4 separate regions of the Sus scrofa genome follow, and regions 1, 3 and 4 are each linked to region 2. A link is a contact called in public Hi-C and HiChIP or PLAC-seq data. All regions are on one chromosome and are shown on one strand. The core of a region is the stretch at or near the end of the contact, and the rest is flanking DNA. Distances in the headings are between cores, read along the strand shown. Region 1 has its middle 7.4 kb from the start of CROCC. Region 2 holds the start of SDHB (succinate dehydrogenase complex iron sulfur subunit B). Region 3 overlaps CROCC (rootletin). Region 4 holds the start of PADI2 (protein-arginine deiminase type-2).

Region 1 (5,018 bases), core at 734-3,233, 130 kb after region 2:
AAGGGCAGGGACCGAGTCAGCCTTGTTTACTGATGTCGCTGCAGGGCCTAAGGCCCAAAGCACCATGAACAGCTGTTGAGTGAATGAAGGGATGCTAGGAGGTAAGTAATAATACAGGAAACTAAATGAAAAAAATACAAAGGAAAAAAATTCCTCTGGGTTTGGTGGGGGTCACACAGGGCAAGGCTTGGCCATGGTTGGTGTAACCTACAGACTGGGAAGGAATTCAGAGTAAACACTGGGCAATGTCCCCAACACAGGACCCCTGGGTGGAAGGGGTATCTAGTCTCCAAGGGCTGACCCCCATTTCCAGGGCTTGAGAGAAAGACGGGAGAGGAGGGGCTATGTCAAAGAAACCCCAAGCTCTAGGAGTTCTTACTCCTCAGATCTTTCCTGACTGCAAGCCTGGCCTCGCTTGGCTTGGCCTTAGCCTCTGGTCTGATCCTGCCACAGGATTAGTTTATTGAGCACCTGCTGTGAGCTTAACCAAGGAAAACAGGAAATCTCAGATGAAAACAGATAGATGGTACCTTCATGGCCTCCCCCCCAAGTCTAGGTCCCAGAGCGAGCTGGGGAGACAGGCCACCAAGGAGTCATACAGGGAATGACTCAGACGTCCCCTGACCAGCAGTGCTCAGAGCTGTTGTCCTCTTGGGTTTGCATAAAATCACAAGGTAAGAGAGCCTGGGAGTTCCCGTCGTGGCGCAGTGGTTAACGAATCCGACTAGGAACCATAAGGTTTCGGATTCGGTCCCTGCCCTTGCTCAGTGGGTTAACGATCCGGCGTTGCCGTGAGCTGTGGTGTAGGTTGCAGATGCGGCTCAGATCCCGAGTTGCTGTGGCTCTGGTGTAGGCCAGTGGCTAAAGCTCCAATTGGACCCCTAGCCTGGGAATCTCCATATGCCGCAGGAGCAAGAAATAGCAAAAAGACAACAACAACAAAAAAAAAAAAAAAAAAAAGAGAGAGAGCCTGTTCAAAATGCCAACCCCAGGAGTTCCTGTCCTGGCACAGCAGAAATGAATCTGACTAGGAACCATGAGGGTGCAGGTTCGACCCCTGGCCTTGCTCAGTGGGTTAAGAATCCGGTGTTGCTGTGAGCTGTGGTGTAGGTCGGATCTGATGTTGCTGTGGCTGTGGTGTAGGCTGGCAGCTACAGCTCTGATTCCACCCCTAGCCTGGGAACTTCCATATGCCGTGGATGCAGCTCTAAAAAGCAAAAAGCAAAAAAAAAAACAAAAACCAACCCTCGAGACTAAAGGGGGAGGCGGGGGAACGAGACTGGTGGACTTCAAGCCCCACTCTGAGTAACTCGAGGAGGTCCCAAATTCCTGCACAGGCTGTGCCATCTTGGGTAACTCAATTGACCATTCTGGGCCTCAGTTTCCTTATGGGTAAAATGGAGCTACTTTCAACTCCGTTTGTTGCTTAGAAACCATATCCCAAGCGAGGAAGGCAGGGCCGGTGCCTGGCCCTCAGGAAGCTGCAGAAAGGGATCGGCTGGTGGCGGTGACAGCTGGGAAAGTCCTCCCACGGGAGCGCTGCCTGGCGAGCGAGGGGACCGCTGGACAGAGAGACGCTTCTCTGCTTGTCTGCAGGCCGCAGCGCCCGGACAGGCCTCCGCCTCGTCCCGCCCACCCCAGCCCGCGGGAATCTCTGCAGGACCGCTGGCAGGATGTCCGCAGAGGCCCCGGGGGCGCTCTCCAGGCTGCCGGGCCGGGCAGCGCCGGGGGCGCGGCGCGTGCGCCCAGAGCGCCCCCAAGGCCCCGGCCGGCGGCTTCATCCCGCCCCCTGGCGCGCGCCCGCTTTCCCGCCCTCCGCGCGCGTCGCAATCTCGGCCCCGCGGCCTCCTCCCACCGCAGCGCGCCACGCGCGCCCGAGCCCCTGGCCCGCGGTTGCGCGCGCTGCCGGGCTCCTACCTTCGTGCGCCGCCGCCGCTGCCGCCGAGGCCGAGCGGGCCGGGCTGGGCGGGGCCAGAGGGCGGAGCTCGATCCCGACCCGCCCACGTCCTCGCGTTGCCCGGGTGGAGGGCGCGCCCTGGGCCCGGGGCGGGGCCGGCCGCTGGGAGCGTGCGGCGGGTCGGTCTGAGAATGTTTAACCGTAAGCCGCGCTGCCTGGAAGGCCTTTCTTACAAGATCGCATTTACTGCTCGGGACAACCCAGCAAACAGAGCTGATTAGTTTCTTATATATAAACGTGAAATTGAAGATTAAGCCAATTAATGCTTAAGATCTCGAAGCTGCAAGATGGCAGACGGAATCGGAACCCAGACTCAGCAGCAGACTTCGACAGCGGTCTCGGCGTTGTGTTCCCTGGCCCTACCTTAAAGGCCTTAAAACCCGAAGTGCTGTCCTTGACCAACAAGGCTGAGGGGGCCTGCCTGCCCCCGCCTCGGAGCCCACAGCAGCAAGTGAGGCCCCACTGACTGCACCTGTGGGGACAATGTCTATTTTCCTGATGGTCCTGCAACTCTGGATGAGGCACTCTAGCCTCGGTTTGTTCATCTGTAAAATGGCGCAACCCCACGTGCTGCCCATCTGTTCTCACAAGCTCAGGTGCTTTCTCCACAGGGAATGGGGAGAGGACCATAGAGGAAACCAGACTTGTGAAGCTAAACAGTGACGTGTCCTTTCTAATAATAGGTTACTTACTGGTCCTCTCACTGGGCGTCAACTTGCCTGCGTTTCTGAAGGATTAGATCCATTTCAAAAGGGGGAGGCAGGTCTGAATTTCTAGCGCTGAAGGAGAGGTGTTTTGCCTGAAAAAAACATGTTTAATTTTGTGATTCTACGTTTGGAAAACAGTAAACAGCCAGAAAGAAAAGCAGCGGTCTCAGCTGGTGGTTCATGTTTCCCCACTGGTAGGAGCAGATGAATGGAAGTTTGACAAAGAGGAGGCTGGTTTTTACATCTGAGAAGCTTCAAGAAGGGCTGCCAGGGTGCTCTTTGGGCTCTAACACCTGGGAATGGTGCAGGCAAGGCTGTGGCCTGGGCCAGGGTGGAGTGCTGCTGGTCACGGGACATCTGAGTCAATCCCTGGGGACTAGGCTGAGGAGGGGTGCGAGGTTGGGAAGACAAGGGCACGATTTCCCTGAGGTGTCCCTTGATTCAGCTCCAGGAGGGCTGAGTGACCTCTGCCAGTAAGCAGATGGGCCCCAGGTGACCCAGCATGGCCCAAGGCTGTGTCGCCCTGTCTGGAGTCCCCACACTTCCTGTATCCTGGATCCCTACCCAGGCTGTGATAGGATCATGGCCTCTCTATTCCACTTCTTCACCCTAATGTGGTGTATGGAGTTCTCGAGCCAGAGAGATCAAACCTTCTTTTTACTTTGGTCTTTTTAGGGCTGCACCTGCGGCATATGGCGGTTCCCAGGCGAGGGGTCGAATCGGAGCTGTAGCCGCTGGCCTACACCACAGCCATAGCAATGCCAGATCCTTTACCCACTGAGTGAGGCCAGGGATCGAACCTGTGTCCCCATGGATACTAGTCAGATTTGTTTCCGGTGAGCCATGATGGGAACTCCTAAACCTGCTTCTTAACACGCCAGAGATGCTGCTGAGCCGCTGACCCCATTGTGCCACAGTGGGAAATCCTCCAGTCCACTTCTGATCCTGCCTGTCCCTGCAGAGCCCTCCCTCACTCTGGAGTGAGGCAGGTCTGTGCTCAGGCCCCCATCCCTCCCCCTCCCTCCAGCAGAACTTTCCAGGCCTCTCTGCACCAAGTCTCCTTTGGTCACCTGCACCTTGTGGGCAGCCTACTCTGGCTGCCTGCTACACTGTACTAGCTGCTCCCTCTTCTATTTTTTTTTTTTTTTTTTTTTTTTTTGCCACTCCATGGACATGTAGTCCCCAGACCAGAGATCAGATCTGAACCTCAGATGCAATCTAAGCTGCAGCTTCAGCAAAACTGCCCGATCCTTAACCCACTGTGCAGGGCCAGGAATCGAACCTGCGTCCCAGTGCTCCCAAGATGTTGCTGAGCCACAGCAGAAACTCCATCCCTTTTCTATTTTCCCATTCTATCTTAAGTCCCCTTTGAACTCTTCTGCGAAGGAGAACTGTAGGCTACAAGTTCTAGGATTATTTCCATATTGCAGATGAGGAGACCGAGACTCAGAAAGATATAGTCGCTTGCCCAGGAAGTTCAGTGGCTTCTAATCGCAAAGTTCTTTCCTCTACACTACGCTGCCTCATGTGAGATTTGGGGAGGGACAGCAAATACAGCCCCTATCTGCCAGACCCTCTTATCCCAGAACCCCCAGAAGCCTGCTGCAGGGAGGCACATACTTCCACTAGCCCTCCACGGGAGGCCTTGAACTCCCCTCTCCTTAAAGAGGCTGTGTCCCCTGTTGTGCTGACTCGGTGGCTCTGCTCAGCTCAGCCTGCCCTGTGGTCATTTGAATCCCCAGGGCTGCTGCTCCCTGGTCATGCTGTTGTATAACGAGGTGCTGCCCAGCCCAGTGTCCCCAGGTCCAGCCACCAGAAGGGAGTTGTGCTAGGTACCTGCTCCCTGCAGAGGGTTCTAAATCTGCAACTTGGGTGACTGGGAAACCAGTGACTGAGTTACCAGCCCCAGGTTGCTAGGGCCAAGTGTCTGCCAAACCAGGGTGCTAAGCTGGGTTGGACTCTGCCCACCATAAGCAAAACCACATTAACCAGGAGGCGTAGAGGACAGGTGTTCCAGTTAATTGGATTTGCTGGATATCTTAAGGATAATTGACAAGGTCACTGTATAATGTCTGACTTTCGTAGCAAAAAATTAGAAAAGACTAAAATATCCAGAAATAGGGGACTTGCATATATTAGTTGTTCTTTTAGTGGAATACTATGAAGCCATTCCAAATGCTACAGAATAATATTCAGGGACTGGAGAAATTGTTAGAAGATGTTAAGTGAAAGGTTTCAGAAAGGACAGAATTAGCCCATGTTTGTCAAGGAAAAAGATTATTTATATATATATATATATATATATATTTTTTTTTTTTTTTGTCTTTTTGCCATTTCTCGGGCCGCTCTCTTGG
Region 2 (4,957 bases), core at 1,371-3,870:
CTCACTATATACCTCCTCTGAGGCCACATGGCAGCTCTGGTCCAGGACTCCAGAAACTTAGCCCCATCCACCAATTCAGCTGGCCATCTTAATTTCTCCAGGAGCATCTAAATTATATGGGTGTGTTGGAGTTCCCGTCGTGGCGCAGTGGTTAACAAATCCGACTAGGAACCATGAGGTTGCGGGTTCGGTCCCTGCCCTTGCTCAGTGGGTAAACGATCCAGCGTTGCCGTGAGCTGTGGTGTAGGTTGCAGACGCGGCTCGGATCCAGCGTTGCTATGGCTCTGGCGTAGGCTGGCGGCCACAGCTCCAATTAGACCCCTAGCCTGGGAACCTCCATATGCTGCAGGAGCGGCCCAAGAAATAGCAAAAAGACAAAAAAAAAAAAAAAAAAAATTATATGGGTGTGGAAGCCAAAGACTATACAAAGGTGCTTTTCACAGGGTAGGGGAGGAGTTCTGTCATGGCAGAGTGGAAATGAATCTGACTGGAACCATGAGGTCGTGGATTCAATCCTGGCCTTGCTCAGTGGATTAAGGATCTGGCATTACTGTGAGCTGTGGTGTAGGTCACAGACGTGGCTCAGATCTGGCATTGCTGTGGCTGTGGTGTAGGCCGGCAGCTGTAGCTCCGATTTGACCCCTAGCCTGGGAACCTTCATATGCCGCAAGTGCAACCCAAAAAAGGCAAAAAAAAAAAAAAAAAGCAAGGGTAGGGGATTAAGAAGTACAAACTACTCCGTAAAATAAATAAACTGCAAAGATATAGAGTACAACACAGGAAATATACCCAATATTTTATAATAACTATAAATGGAACATAATCTTTAACACCTGAAACATAATATTGTACATCAACTACAACCTCAATTCTTTTATTTATTTATTTTTTGATCTTTCTGCCTTTTCTAGGGCTGCTCCCGCAGCATAGGGAAGTACCCAGGCTAGGGGTCTAATTGGAGCTGTAGCCAGCCTACGCCAGAGCCACAGCAACACAGGATCCCAGCCACGTCTGTGACCTACACCACAGCTCACGGCAACACCAGATCCCAGGCCCACCGAGCAAGGCCAGGGATGGAACCTGCAACCTCATGGCTCCTAGTCGGATTCGTTAACCACTGCACCACGACGGGAACTCCTAACCTCAATTCTTTTAAAAGGTGACTTTTATATGTCGAAAACAAGTGGGCAGGAATTCCCTCCGTGGCTCATGGGGATTGGCAGCATCTCTGGAGTCCTGGGACACAGGTTCAATCCCCAGCCCGGCACAGTGGGTTAAGGATCCAGCACTGCTGCAGCGTAGGTCACGTCTGTGGCTCAAATCTGATCCTTGGCCAGGGATGCTATGGGGAGGCCTAAAAAACAAAAACAAAAACAAAACAAAAGCAAGTGGGCCAAGAAGGGAAAACATCATCCTGGGAGATACAGGGAACTGCAAAGTTAGCTAACTACATAAACTGCCAGAGCTGACTGAAGAGACTGAGACAGGAAGGACAAAAGCCACACCTGCCCAGGTAATTGAGTTCCCAGAGTGAGGTGGGCTCTGAGATAACCCATGCAGAGGTCTGGATAAAGCAGCTGATATGACTGAAATAGAAAGTTAAGGAGCTTCTGTCATGGCTCAGTAGTTAACAAATCCAATAAGGAACCATGAGGTTGTGGGTTCGATCCCTGGCCTTGCTCAGTAGGTTGAAGATCCCGCGTTGCCGTGAGCTGTGGTGTAGGTTGCAGATGCGGCTCAGACCCCTAGCTTGGGAACCTCCACATGCCGCGGGTGCGGCCCTAAAACAGGCAAAGTCAAAAAAGAAAAAAAAGAAAGAAGAAAAGTTAAAATACGCACACCTCTTTCATAAAAAGACTGCTTTGAGTATTAAGATGAATCATAATGCTTGGCACATAGTAGGTGTTCAAGAAATGGTTTCTAACGCTAACTGACTGATTGAGCCATCCTGGGTTCCCTTCTCGCTCCTCTTTTACAGAACAGAACTTACCGTATTACAATTGTCTGGTAAGTTTGGTGAGGGCGGCACCGGTGCCCGGCTTGCTCACGCACTGTAGTACCCAGCACCTGGCACATAGTGGTGCTCCATACGTATTTTTGAATGAATGACACCTTTGCCCTTGATCGTTGAAGTCCCCTCGGACTCCAACATTCCTGATTTGCCCCGGACTGAGGGGTTTCTTGGGAGGCAGCAGTGCTGAAACCCGGTCAGTCTCGGGCAAACCGCAGTTGAGTGACATGATAGATAAATTTTCAGGAAGAAAGGGGTTAAAAATCGGGAGAGGACGAAGATCGAATGGCTCCGCCCACTTAGGCTGTAGCCCCACCCCTTACCACGGCCCTCCCTCCCTGGCTCCGCCCCTTCCTCTGGGAAGGTCACCTTCGAACGCGGGAGACTAAGTGGGCATGCGTCCGGCCCACGGCAACTACGCCCGTTCTTGCAGGCTTTCTCCGCCTTCCCTCCACCCACTCGGGAAACCGGAAGCCACCTCCCACTCGGTGGTTCTGAGCAGCTAGCGGGTCCTCGGTGGACGCTGGCTCGGCGCCGCGGTGCTCGGTGGGACAGCGGCGGAGAGTGCCCTCGGGGTGAAGGGGTGGGGCTCGACGTCAGAAACCAAAATGGCGGCGGTGGTCGCGGTCTCCTTGAAACGCTGGTTCCCGGCCACAACCCTTGGCGGAGCCTGCCTGCAGGTGAGCACCCGCCCCGGGCGGAGGGGGCGAGCCAGGCATGAAGGTCACGGAGACGGCTTGCAGTGGGGAGGGCAGCGGAAGGGCTGAGGGAGCACAGGGCCAGGCCTCGAGGAGGACAACCCGCTCCCACCCGCGCAGTGCTCTAACTCTGGTCGGGAGCGTTCCTGCCGGTTATCTTTCTGCACCTTTCTGCAGCCCGTGAATTGGTCAGGGCGGAGAGGGTTTTTTAGACACAAGAAAGAGAAGTTCGGAGAGGGAACTGGAATTGCCCAAGGTCACATGGCGAGCGAGTGTCTGTTGGGAAGCATAATTCGAATCCGACCATTTGGCCTCCGAGCCCTTTTTCTGACTCCTTTGGGAAAGACAGACCTGCCGGAGCGCTAAGGATAAAACTGGGAGGCGAGGTCACTCCTCCAGGGTGCTCAGTAAAGAGGGAAAGGGCGGGTGAATTGTTGGGGCCAAGGGAACAGAAAAATGGAAGGTAATCCGCTTGATGCCCTGAGGATATGAGTCTTCGTAAAGCAGAGTCATCCGCTCTGAATCTCTACCTGTAAAGGGCGTACCGACCTTATCGAGCTTGGCACTGCTCTTATTTACGTTCTTCAGGGTGCATCCCTTGAGTTGTCAGGAAGCTACACACTTGTGATCTGCATTCAAAATGGGAGGAAGGGAAATTGCCATCGCAATTTGTGTATGTAAATCCCTTTCAAATCTTTTTCGTCCTTTGGGCTCCTGAAAAAACCCTGTAAGATGGACAAGCAGGAATTCTTACCTCCATTTTAGAGTTTGGAAAACTGAGGCCTCAGAAAGTGGTGTTTTGGGTTTTTTTGTGTTTGTTTTTTTACTTGTTCAAAATATCACAGCCAAGAATGGGTTGATCCAGGACCAGACCCCAGTGTTTTGATCTTTGTATGTGAAAAACTCCTAGCATAGATCTGCCCACAATAGAGGTACAAGAATTATGAATTCCCCTCCTCTTCCTGCACCTCCATGAGAACATATTCGCTGGCATATGGCCAGTCTTCTAACACCAGCTCTTTGCAATATGCTCTATGTGAACTCAGACAGGTCATCTCGCAGCCTTCTGAGAAGTAGGGCTGGGGATGAAAACTGCCTACCAGCATCTTAAGCTGAGCGTTAAATTGGTGATTGATAATGACCTTGTTTACAGCTCTTTTATACTTGCTGAGCAAGCAGTTAGGTTGTGAGAGTCCCACCAATGAGAGTGCATTCTGAAGCTCAGGTCCCTCCTCCAAGAATGAATTACAGAGAAAGTTGGTTTCATAGGTCAGTGTTGTAATTCCAGGTGAAGCCACTGTAGGGCCTCCTGAGGGCAAAGAAAATAAATTACACTCACACCCCCGTGTAGGAAAATATATTCACATCCATAAATAGTGACATCATCATAATCCACCTGAATAGAATCCGTAATGAGCTTGGTGTACTACTTTCGGGTATACTCTGGTTCCTAAGAGTCTAGGACACAGTGGGAGATCTCTTCTGAATTCCTCATGCTTTTGTTTGTACCACTGAACCACAGTTCTGCCTGTGAGTATTGAACTGTAGTGTATTAACTGTTGTTTATGTTGCCTCATTTCTTCCTCTAGACTGTGTACTCCCCAAGGGCAAATACCACAGACTTTCAGTTGTGTGTCTCATTGCCTCTAGAGCTGACGGGGCTTGCTATACCCATCTGCCAATTAGAATAATGCAAGAACAGGAGTTCCCGTCGTGGCGCAGTGGGAACAAATCCCGACTAGGAACCATGAGGTTGCAGGTTCAATCTCTGGCCTCGCTCAGTGGGTTAAGGATCTGGCATTGCTGTGAGCTGTGATGTAGATCGCAAACGCAGCTTGGATCCTGCATGGCTATGGCTGTGGCCCAACTGTAGCTCCTCCTAGCCTGGAAACCTCCATATGTCCCAGGTGCAGCCCTAAAAAGAAAAAAAAAAAAAAAAAGAATAATGCAAGAATGGATATGGTTGCCAATGTGGAAGAGCAGAAATTATTTTCTGAGCAATGCCAGAAACTTGGCCCTCCTGTTAATCCTATGAGGTAGATTTTAATACCCACTACTTTCTTACAAAAGGAAACAAAGTCAGAAAAAGTTAAGTAATTTGCCAAAGAACGTCCAGCTACTAAGTTTTAAATCTTGGCTTTGGACCACCACCATTCACACCTTTCGGAAACTGTCTCTCTCTGGTGAGACCTCCCTGCCTTTTTCCTCTCCATTTCCACATCTTTCCCGCCTATCTCTGAATCTGTAT
Region 3 (5,435 bases), core at 1,090-3,589, 84 kb after region 2:
ACTGCCATGTCTCAGAATGTGACCTCATTTGGAAATAGGGTGGTTACAGACGTCATTAGTTAAGACAAGGTCATACTGGAAGAGGGTGCACCCCAATCCAATATGACTGGTGTCCTTATAAAAAGGGGAAATATGGCGTTCCCATTACGGCTCAGCAGTAACAAACCTGACTAGGATCCATGAGGACACAGGTTTGATCCCTGGCCCCACTCAGTGGGTTAAGAACCCAGCGCTGCCGTGAGCTGTAGCATAGGTCACCAATGAGGATTGGATCTGGGTGGCTATGTCTCTAGCTGCAGCTCCCATTCGACCCCTGGCTTGGGAACTTCCATATGCTGCAGGTGCGGCCCCAAAAAGACCAAAAAAGGGGGGGTGGGGAATTTGGACACACACTCAAGGAGAACTCTGTGTGAAGACTAAGGAGATGCTGCCATAATCAAGGAACTACCAGAATCTAGGAAGCCTGGAACGAATTCTTCTCTGATAACTTCAGAGGAAGCATGGCCCTGCCGACACCCTAACCTTGGACTTCCAGCCTCCAAGACAGTGAGACATAAACTTCTGTTGTCAGAGTTCCTGTCGTGGCACAGCAGAAACGAATCCCACTAGGAACTATGAGGTGGCGGGTTCGATCCCCGGCCCCGCTCAGTGGTTTAAGGATTCGGTGCTGCCATGAGCTGTGGTGTAGGTTGCAGACGTAGCTCGGATCTGACATTGCTATGGCTGTGGTGTAGACCGGCAGCTGTAGCTGATTGGACCCCTAGGCTGGGAACCTCCAGATGCCATGGGTGCGGCCCTAAAAAGCAAAAAAGAAAAAAAAAATTCTGTTGTCTAAGCCACTCAGATTGTGGTACTTTTCTATAGCAGCCCTAGCAGATGAACACAATCACAAACTCTGTAACCAGTAAGCATACTCCTAATTCTTCCGTCCCCACACCTCCTGGTAACCTCTAATCTTTTTCCATCTCCATGAATGTCACTTCTAGATTTTTTTTTTTTTTTAACAGCTGCACCTATGACATACGAAGTTCCCAGGCTAGGAGTCAAATCAGAGCTACAGCTGCAGGAATAGGCCACAGCCACCACAACACAGGATCTGAGTCACATCTGGGACTTACACCATAGCCACGGCAACACTGGATCCTTAACCCACTGAGAAAGGCCAGGGATCAAACCCGCATTCTCATGGATACTGGTCAAGTTCTTAACTCACTGAGCCACAAGAGGAACTCTGAATACATTCTATGTTTAATTTATATATCACATTCATTGTCTGCTATTCCAAAGCCTAGACCATAAGCTCCATAAAAGCAGAAACACCTGTCAGTTTTGTTTACTGCCCCATCCCTACTACTTAAACTGTACCTGGTACATAGCATGTGCTTAATATATACAGTAACTGACTGACTAATGTGATCCTGGGGCTAAATCTCTGGATTTGAAGAGACAACAACCCAATGTCTCATAGTGAATTTCCCACAGTTCTAAGATTCTGCAGATTCTATTTCAGGCCCAGGAATCAAGGTGAGATTGGGGTCAGGATGAGACAAGATGAAGGCTCCTTCTTAAAAGGCTGCTTGCGCCTGCTGAAGCACAATGCTGATTTTCCCACCGTCATCCACGGAGCCTCAGCAGCAGGTGGGGGTAGGAGGCTCTCTTCTGAGGAAGTTTCTGGAAGGGGGGAGGTGCTGAGTGTCTGTCTGGGGGAGACATGGGGTCATAGGCCTGGTATGGAGGGGTGTGGAACCAGCAACGGGAGAATGAAGAGGATGAAGGGCTGATGGAGAGAGGGCAGGCATCAGTTACAGAGGTTGGAGACTCAAAGACTTAGAGGAGTTAAGGGCATTAAGAAGCGACATCCGGAGTTTCTGTCGTGGCTCAGTGTTACCGAATCTGACTAGGAACCATGAAGTTGCGGGTGGATTCTGGCCTAGCTCAGTTGGTTAAGGATCTGGCGTTGCGGTGAACTGTGGTGTAGGTCGCAGATACTGCTGGGATCCCAAGTTACAGGTCGATTAGACCCCTAGCCTGGGAACCTCCATATGCCGCGGATGAAGCCCTAGAAAAGACAAAAAAAAAAAAAAAAAAAAAAAAAGAAGCGACATCCTCTATCCTCCACGCCCTTTAAAAAGCAGCAATCTAGGGTGTGCGGATCCACCTCAGCGAGGGGGCGTGGTCTAGTGGGGGCCAGAAAGGGTCGCAGGGGGCGTGGCCCAGGCAGGCGGGTCTCAATAAGGAGACAGGGAGGGGCTGAAGGGGCGGGGTCTGAGACTGGTCATCAAAGGCGGGGCAGGTCCGCCAAGGGCGGCCTCTTAGGCGGCACCGAACTAGACCCGAACTAGACCCGCTGACCCTCCCCGTCTCTGCGCGCTCACTCACCTCCCGCAGGCGCACTCCGGATGGGGGAGCCCAGCGCGGGCCGGGGGGCCGGGCTGGGCACCCCGCCAAGGCCCAGGCCCCGGCGCAAGGCAGAGCGCAGGCCGCCCAGCTGGGCCTCAGCCGCACGCCGCTGCGTCTCTACGCGGGCCAGCTCGGCCTCCAGGCCTTGCGCCCGGCCGTCAGCCGCACTCAGTCTCAGCCCCAGCTCGCAGCCTCAGCCCGAGCAGCCTCCAACTTCTGTTCCAGGCTGCGGGCGTGGTCCAGTTGCTGCTTCTGGGCGCCGCGTGCCTCCTCCAGGGAGCCCAGCAGGCCTCGTTCGCGGGTCCGGAACTCGCCCTCTTGCTCCTGCAGCTTCCGCTGGGCTCCCTGGAGCTGGGGAGGGGGCAAGGTCAGGAGGTGGGTGTCATCAAAGCCGCCCCCCAAACCAAAACCCAGCCTCCCAGGCCCTGCCTGGAGCCCAGGGGCCCACAAGTGGCATGCATGACACCTGTTCCATTAGTGGTCTCCACCCATGCAGGGCGTGCAGGAACATCATGCATGGGAACACTCATGGGAGTGTAGCAGGAAACTATTAGAATTTGTTTATCTCTTCCTTCTGTATATATGACTTGCAGTGTAAACTAACAGCTAAGGCTTATAAAGATAGGCATTATTGGTGCCAGGCACTAAGTACTTTCCTTGCCAAGAATCAACTCTGATTGATGACTGGTGATTCTACTATGAATCATCTTTATTTTAAAGATGAGGAAATGGAGACCTGGGGCAGTTATGTAACTTGCCAAAGGCCACAGAGCTAGTAAACTGAGAGCTTGGTTTCAAAGCAGGGCACCCTGGCTCCAGAGCCTGTTCCCTGAACCACTAGACTACACTACCTTTTCAGTGCACGTAATTTATCAATTTAAAAACAAAAAGGGGGGTGGGATTTCCCACCGTGGTGCAGTGCCTTTAGGAATCTGACTGCAGGATTTCCTGTTGCGGCTCAGCGGTAACGAACCCAACTAGTATCCATGAGGACTCAGGTTTGATCCCTGGTCTCTCAGTGGGTTAAGGATCTGGCGTCGCCATGAGCTGCAGGGTAGGTCACAGACACAGCTTGGATCTGGCATGGCTGTGGCTGTGGCCAGCAACTGCAAGCTCTGATTTGACCCCTGGCCTGGGAACTTCCATATGCCCTAAAAAGCAAAACAAACAAACAAACAAAACAAAACAACTCACTGCAGCAGCTCCAGTTGCTGCAGAGGCAAGGGTTAAATCCCTGGCCTGGAGCAGTGGGTTAAAGGATCCAATATTGCCACAGCTGCCACACAGGTCGCAGATGCAGCTGAGATTCAATTCCTAGCCCAGGAATTTCCATATGCCAGGAGCTCCCATATGCTATAAAAATAAATCAATTAATCACAATGAGGGGAGGCACTAAAAAATTATTTACTAGAGTTCCCGTCATGGCACAGCAGAAATGAATCTGACTAAAAACCATGAGGTTGTAGGTTCAATCCCTGGCCTTGCTCAGTGGGTTAAGGATCTGGTGTTGCTGTGAGCTGTGGTGTAGATTGCAGACGAGGCTCAGATCTGGCGCTGCTATGGCTGTGGCGTAGGCTGGCAGCTACAGCTCTGATTCGACCCCTAGCCTGGGAACCTCCATATGCCACAGGTGCGGCCCTAAAGGGCAGAAAAATAAAAATAAAAAATAAAAAAATAAAAAGTTATTTACTGATGAAGCGCATGATGGCCGCACACACACCCCTCTGGTTCAGAGAATAAGTGGACCTCTCGTGGTTATCAGGTTCACTGGGAACCATCTAGGGAGCAACCCCTGGATGCCAAGATCTGCACCAAGGCTTGGTATACACCCACTGCTGTGCCATCCCCCAGCCCATGAATGCTCTAAAGCACAGAGAGACTGAGTGACTTAGTCCAGGCCACACAGCAAATTCACTACCAGAAAAGGCAGTGTGGAAAGAGTGAGGGCTTTGGAGTCAGACAGGTCTGGGTGGCTGGGTGACCTTGATTAGACTCTGGGCCTCAGTGTCTGGTTCTCTCTGTAAACTGGGACTAAGCATACCTACCTCCTGAGGCTGCTGGGAGAATCAAACAAGGTTCTATCTATAAGGCTCCCCCCGTCCCTGCGACACAGTTTCTGTAACTGCTATTGCTGTTATTATACCTGGGCAAGAAGCTCAAGGATTGAGGACAGGGACAGGACTCAGGGAACGATCTCAGAATGACTCTGGCACTGGAATCCCCCCTGCTTCCATCAGAAAAGGCGAGGGGCAGCGTGACAGCCTCTGAGGACCCTCTTCCTCTAGGCAGTCTGCCTGAGGTCTAGTTACCTCCTGCCGCACAGCCTCCAGGCTGGCCTCTCCCTTCAGCAGCTTCTGTCGGAGGCCCAGGGCCTCCCGTCTGCCCTCCTTTTCTGCCCGCTCGCCAAGGGCCAGGCGGCCCTGCAGCTCCACCAGTTCTCTGCCCAGCCTGGTGTTCTCGCTGTCCAGCATCTTCATCTGTGAGACAGAGGGGGCACAGGTAGGACCGAGGACCCATTCTCAGCACCCACAGCCTCTCCTAGCCCAGGGTGTGGGTGAGTGCCCACAGCTTCCAGCAGCAGCCTGTCTGGCTCTGCCCCTCTACCCTGCCCAGTCCAGACCTGGCACAGAGGGAACTCAAGACCCATGGCTCTAGGAACACATACACTGAATGCCACCTCAACCCACTGGGAGCCTGATAACTCCATTGACCTTGAGCCGTGCCAGGCACCTGGGCACCAGTGACCTCCGTGTACCATCTAATCATAATTACCTACCATAGAGAGTCGGGGTAGGGAGTGCAGAATCCCTAGGAGTTCTGCAGGACAGGAACTCTGGGTCATCTTTCACCTCTGTAATGACGCCTAATGTTTATGGAATGCTTGCCATGTGTCCAGCCCTGTTCGAAGCACTTGACTCATATTAATTCATTAGTTTGGGGTAGGTACTAACATTACCCCTATTTAACAGACAAAAAAACTAAAGCTCAGGAGTTTCCTGGTGGCTCATTGGGATAAGGACCTGGCATTGTCATTG
Region 4 (4,857 bases), core at 887-3,386, 78 kb before region 2:
AAGATCTAATTCTAATGCATGAAAAGTGCCCTTGGGACAGTGCCTGGCACGCAGGGGGAGCGCATTAAGGGCCCACTCTTCTTCCTTCTCTCCCTGCAGTCACCACCTTGGCCTGACGTTATCACTCCCTTGCTCCTGGGAAGACCTGCCCAGGCCTCAATGGGGGTGCAGGGCTTCTCCCCTGACTCTGGGCCCCAGTAGGTGAAATGAGGGTGCTGTGCCCTAGGATCCCTGGAAAGGTGGGGACCCTGGCAAAAGCCCCCTATCTTCACATCGTAAGAGCTCAAAAATAATACCAAATAGAAAAGAAAATGAAAAAGAGGACGTTCCGTTGTGGCTCAGCGGCTTAAGGATCCTGGCGTTGCGACAGCAGCAGTACAGTTCAGTCCCTGACCCAGAGAACGTCTACATGCTGCGGGCACAACTAAAAAAAAATTTTTTCTTTTTACTTTTTAGGACTGTACCTGCGGCATATGGAGGTTCCCAGGCTAGAGTCAAATTGCAGCTGCAGCTGCCAGCCTACACCATAGCCACAGCAAGGCCAGACCCCAGCCACATCTGTGACCTACACCAGTTTGCAGCAATACAGGATCCTTAACTCACTGATCAAGGCCCCGCCTCCGATTCTTAACCCACTGACCCACAACAGAAACTCCCAAAATTTTGTTTTAAATATGAAAAAAAATGTGTATTTATGTCTAACTGAATCACTTTGCCATACAGCTGAAATTAACACAACATGGTAAATCAACTATACCTCAGTAAGATAAATTGTAAAAGAAATGTAATTCCAGTCGAGGTATGCCCAGACAAGAACCCACTTCAGGGGCCTGGAAATCAGCTCTGAGCAGCACAGGTTTTTTGCTTCTTTGGCAGGTGGCCGCCCAGCATCCTGATTGGATGGTGCACTCAGCCGTCCCGGCGTCCATCAAACGTTACCAGCGTCTCCCTGGGTCTTCCCCTTTCCCCACCCACATTCCTCTGGGTCCCAGCTCCCCGGGAGCAGCTGGGCTCTTGTCCATCTCCTAATTTGGGCCGCCTCGAGGAGGCCACTGGGGTCAGAGCCTGGGTGCGCCTCAGCGCCAGGCAATTGTGAGACTCGACCCTCTTATTCAGATGCACCAGGGCGCCCATCCCCCCGCCCCAACACTCCGGCCTGCCACGCCCTTCTCATAACCTCTGCGCTCTCATGCCTCTCTTGCCCCTTGTACCAAGGACCACTCCATCATATATGAATTATCTGAACAGGCCCCCGCTTGGCTTCAGAGCTGGAAGGGTCTGGGAGGGGGCGGGGGCGGCTTCAGGCCCCCATTGCATGTTCTTCTGCCCCCCCTTGGCCTCCACAGGACACAGGGCGACCTCTGCAGTGGCCCCCGCCTCTGCCCAGTGGCCCAGGCCAGAATGGTACCCCCTCACGGTCCTTCCACTGGAACATCAATATTTCAGTCCACGAACACAGGTAGATCAATTCCTTCTCTCCAGGGCTCTCTGCAGCCCCAGCAGGAGGCTTCACCCACCCTCCCCAGGGGCGCCTCCACCCAGGCAGCCAGAATGGCCTCCTTCACTTCCAGCCCTGACCACTCCTCGCTGAGGAAGCCGTGCCAAGGCTCTCATCGCCCACCTACCGAAGCCCTGGCTTGCATTCTGGCGCCGCAGGCTGCAGAGTTCCCCGCCCCCGCCCCCTCCCCATTTTCCCTCTAATTCTGATCTGATTGTTGAGTTGAGTGGGTGTCAGGCGGTATCTGGCTTCCTGGTTTGGTCAGCTTCCTCTCCTCCCTTCCACTTACTTTGCAAACGCCTTCTTTAAGAAGGCTCAGGTCCCGGAGCCTGGGCTGATTTAGGGCACCCTCTGGTCTGGGCTCCCTCCACCTCCTTCCTGTCCCCGCCCCGAAGCCAGCTCCACATTTGCATTACCTGCCCGGTAGGGCTGGGGTCGCCCGGAAGGGAGACTGGCCCTGCGTCCTGGCACCGGGCAGTTGGGGGCCCACGGAAAGTGTGTGGAATGAAAGAATGAGTAAATCAACCATGAAAAAGAGGGACCTTGCAACTGCTGACTTCACCCAGACCACGAGGGAGCGGAAAGAGTTGGGGGCGTGGTCACGCTTGACGGACAGGCCCACGGCCCATTGCAAGGGAGGCCGACGGGCCGCCCCGCCAGCCGACGGGCCGCCCCGCCCACCGGCGGCAGGATAAAGGCGGAGCCCGGCGCCGGGCGACTGCGGACAGCTGGTGAGGGTTCACCTGCCGCAGGTGCTCCGGGCGGACGGGGACGAACGAGGACCCACCCAGGGCTGTGCTCTGCCAGGAAGATGCTGCGCGAGCGGACCGTGCGGCTGCAGTACGGGAGCCGCGTTGAGGCGGTGTACGTGCTGGGCACGCACCTCTGGACCGATGTCTACAGGTGAGCTGGGCCACCGCGCTGGCCCGAGACCCCCTCCAACTCCGGGCTCGGCCCAAAATCTAAGCCCCAGAAATCCCGAGACCCTCCCCGGACTTGGAGACGCGGGCAGCCTTCCTCCAGCCCGAGTCATCCCTCGCCCCCGAGGCCCCCGCGCCCAGAAATCTTAAGAACCTCCCGCAGAAACTTGGGAACCCCCAAACCTTGTGTCAACCTCCGCGAGAAATCTAGAGACCTTCCCAGATGCCCTGACACGGCCCCAACCCCCTTTGCTACTCCTTTCCCAGACCCCGCCCCTCACCTCGGGCTTCCCCCCACTGGACCCTCCCCAGTCCCTCTCCCAGGACAACCTCAGCACCTTCCAACTTCCTAGTCATCCTCCCCTCTTTCCCTCCCCGCTCCCCCCACCCCACACGTCCCTTATGCCCCCTCCCTTCTCCTCAGACCCTACTGACTCACCACCCACCTCAACTCAGCGCCTTGCCCCACTCCCAGATCAGCTGAGCCTCCTGCAGGATTTGCTGGAGGCTGAGACTGGGCCAGAGGGGAGCTGCCCAGTGGTGGAATCTGGCTCTAGGGGTTGCCTAAGCTCCAGTTTCACCCTGTGGGGGCTGCTGGTGATTGCCTGTCCCCAGGCACTGGCCATAAGCTCCATGTCCCCAAATGCCTTCCCTTGACTTCACCCTGGGGTCAGGGAGGGACTTTGTTCCCGCAAACCGAGGTGGTGCAGTTGGGATCTTTGTCAGAGGAGAGCTCCTGATTCAGGACCCTGTTGCCACCGGCCCTTTGCTCCTGTCCATGAACTTTGGTGGGGTGCAGGATTTCTGAGACAGTAGGACATGGGGTGAGGGAATTGAAGTCAGGGCCTACCTCCAGCCCCCAGCCCCGCCCCCGGGAAGCAGCCAAGTCCAAGGAGCCATCTCCCTGCGATGCTTGGGGCAGGCCTTGCAAAGTGCGGCTGGTGTGAATGCAGGGCCGAGGGTCTTGGACGGGATCCTGCAGAACCTCTATTCCAAGCATTTGAAATGTTCCCCATTGCTAGCGTGGGAGGGGTCAGTGGTGAGAGGAGGGAGCATGCTGGGCTCAGGGCTGGGACCCCATGCTGATACCCTGGGGCATGTCCCTTAGCCTCTCTGTGCCTTGGGCTAAGCTGGAGGTGCCGAAGTGGCCTATTGCTCCCACATCATTCTGTCATCCGGAGCACCCTGCCTCTCCCAGGCCCCCACCAAACCCCATCCCTGGGTCTTTCCACACACCCTCCCCAGCCCATGCTCTCTGTCACCTCCAGTGGCCCTGGCAGCTCTGTGGGGCCAGTCTTCTGCCACCTCCTCAGCAGGCGCTGTCCTTCCCCTAGGGCAAATGACCCCGTCACCCTGCAGACCAAGGTCTGTCCCCACTCCTCAGCCCCTGGCCTCAGTTGTCCACATGTAAACCTCAGGGGTGGTTTCTGGGCTCACAACACAGAAGTGGAGTGTGGTCCAGGCCTCAGTGGCCTGGGAGGGCTCCCTTCCCTTCCCCACCCCCAATCCTGAACTGGGCCCTACCAGGAAGTGGGCAAGGAGCCAGGATGCTCAGGTCGCTAAGCCTCAGCTGTCATTATACCCGCCTGTTTGTTCACTGGGGCACTTTTAGTGCAACCTGAAAGGCTGGCGTGGTGCCTCCATTGAGGTGGGGTATAAAAGGGGTTCAGGCTCAAGCCCCTTGCCCGCTCTCTCCCTGGCAGAGTGGGGGCAGGGAGTGGGGGAGGTGTGGACTCATCCTCCCTCGGGCAGGGGCCAGAGCTGTGACGACCCCCCTTTGTCCTTTCTCAAGAACCCAGCCACAGCCCCAGCGACCCTCCCTCTCCCATCTGCACTTCCCTTAAGACTCTCCATCACCCCCAAGAGAAGCAGTGCAGTCTAGAGCAGCAGAAACAGAATGCAAGCCACAGAGCCACATGTGTGATTTTAATTTTATAGTAGCCACATTTTTAAGGTTAAAATAAGCAGGTAAAATTAATTGCAATAATACATATTTTATTTAACTTAATATATCCCAAATGTTAGCATCTCAATATGTAATCAATATAAAAATTACTGAGGCAGTTTACATCCTCTGCTTGAAATTCAGTGTGTATTTTGTGTTTATAGCACATCTCTCTCCAGACTAACCACGTTTCAGGTGCTCAATAGCCACAGGTGGTGGCCACTGTATGTACTGAATAGGGCTCCTCAGCCTCAGCACTACAGCATTTGGGGATAATTCTTTGACACCAGGGGCTATCCTGTTGCCAGTAGCAACCCCCTAATTGTGAAAACCAGAAATGACTACAGGAGTTCCCTGGTGGCTCTATGGGTTAAGGACCTGGTGTTGCCACTGCTGTGGCTCTGGTTACTGCTGTGGCTCATGTTTAGTCCTTGGTCTGGGAACTTCCACATGCCCCAGGAGCCAAAAAAGAAGGATAGAAGAAAAGAAAGAGA

What was found. Hi-C and Micro-C count contacts between places; a contact is called where the count stands out from the background. HiChIP or PLAC-seq counts read pairs in DNA pulled down with a chosen protein or histone mark.
Region 1: a contact with region 2 is called in a Hi-C map of skeletal muscle, with 6 times the contacts expected there. The contact joins the enhancer-like site here to the promoter of SDHB in region 2. A contact is called at or near these places in 5 of 47 Hi-C or Micro-C datasets (epiblast stem cells, heart right ventricle, liver and 1 more).
Region 3: a Hi-C map of fetal liver shows a contact between it and region 2, with 2.9 times the contacts expected there. The contact joins the enhancer-like site here to the promoter of SDHB in region 2. A contact is called at or near these places in 3 of 5 promoter capture datasets (fetal liver, fetal skeletal muscle and liver), 30 of 47 Hi-C or Micro-C datasets (adipose tissue, alveolar macrophages, blood and 14 more) and 2 of 2 datasets of contacts at active chromatin or transcription factors (alveolar macrophages and skeletal muscle).
Region 4: an H3K27ac HiChIP or PLAC-seq map of skeletal muscle shows a contact between it and region 2, with 5 times the contacts expected there. The contact joins the promoter of PADI2 here to the promoter of SDHB in region 2. A contact is called at or near these places in 5 of 47 Hi-C or Micro-C datasets (blood, brain, embryonic fibroblasts and 2 more) and 2 of 2 datasets of contacts at active chromatin or transcription factors (alveolar macrophages and skeletal muscle).

The regions. Positions count from the first base shown.
Region 1 is chr6:75,548,671-75,553,688 of Sscrofa11.1, reverse strand. No RefSeq gene overlaps it. Among named protein-coding and RNA genes, the nearest start is that of CROCC, 7.4 kb to the left of the region's middle. Within about 2 kb of position 1,983, at least 39 of the 83 cell types and tissues checked have an H3K27ac peak or open chromatin away from gene starts, as enhancers often do. A contact at or near this core is called in skeletal muscle, where this site is marked.
Region 2 is chr6:75,675,774-75,680,730 of Sscrofa11.1, reverse strand. SDHB (succinate dehydrogenase complex iron sulfur subunit B) reads left to right here and starts at 2,620. Exons shown (of 8, transcript NM_001104953.1): 1 at 2,620-2,691. The coding sequence starts at 2,620.
Region 3 is chr6:75,591,270-75,596,704 of Sscrofa11.1, reverse strand. CROCC (rootletin) reads right to left here. Exons shown (of 39, transcript XM_003127643.4): 26 at 4,710-4,877; 27 at 2,592-2,751; 28 at 2,380-2,589. Among named protein-coding and RNA genes, the nearest start is that of MFAP2, 22 kb to the left of the region's middle. Within about 2 kb of position 2,339, at least 22 of the 83 cell types and tissues checked have an H3K27ac peak or open chromatin away from gene starts, as enhancers often do. A contact at or near this core is called in adipose tissue, fetal liver, omental adipose tissue and 3 more, where this site is marked.
Region 4 is chr6:75,753,256-75,758,112 of Sscrofa11.1, reverse strand. It overlaps PADI2 (protein-arginine deiminase type-2), which reads left to right and starts at 2,136. Exons shown (of 16, transcript XM_003356166.4): 1 at 2,136-2,401. The coding sequence starts at 2,310.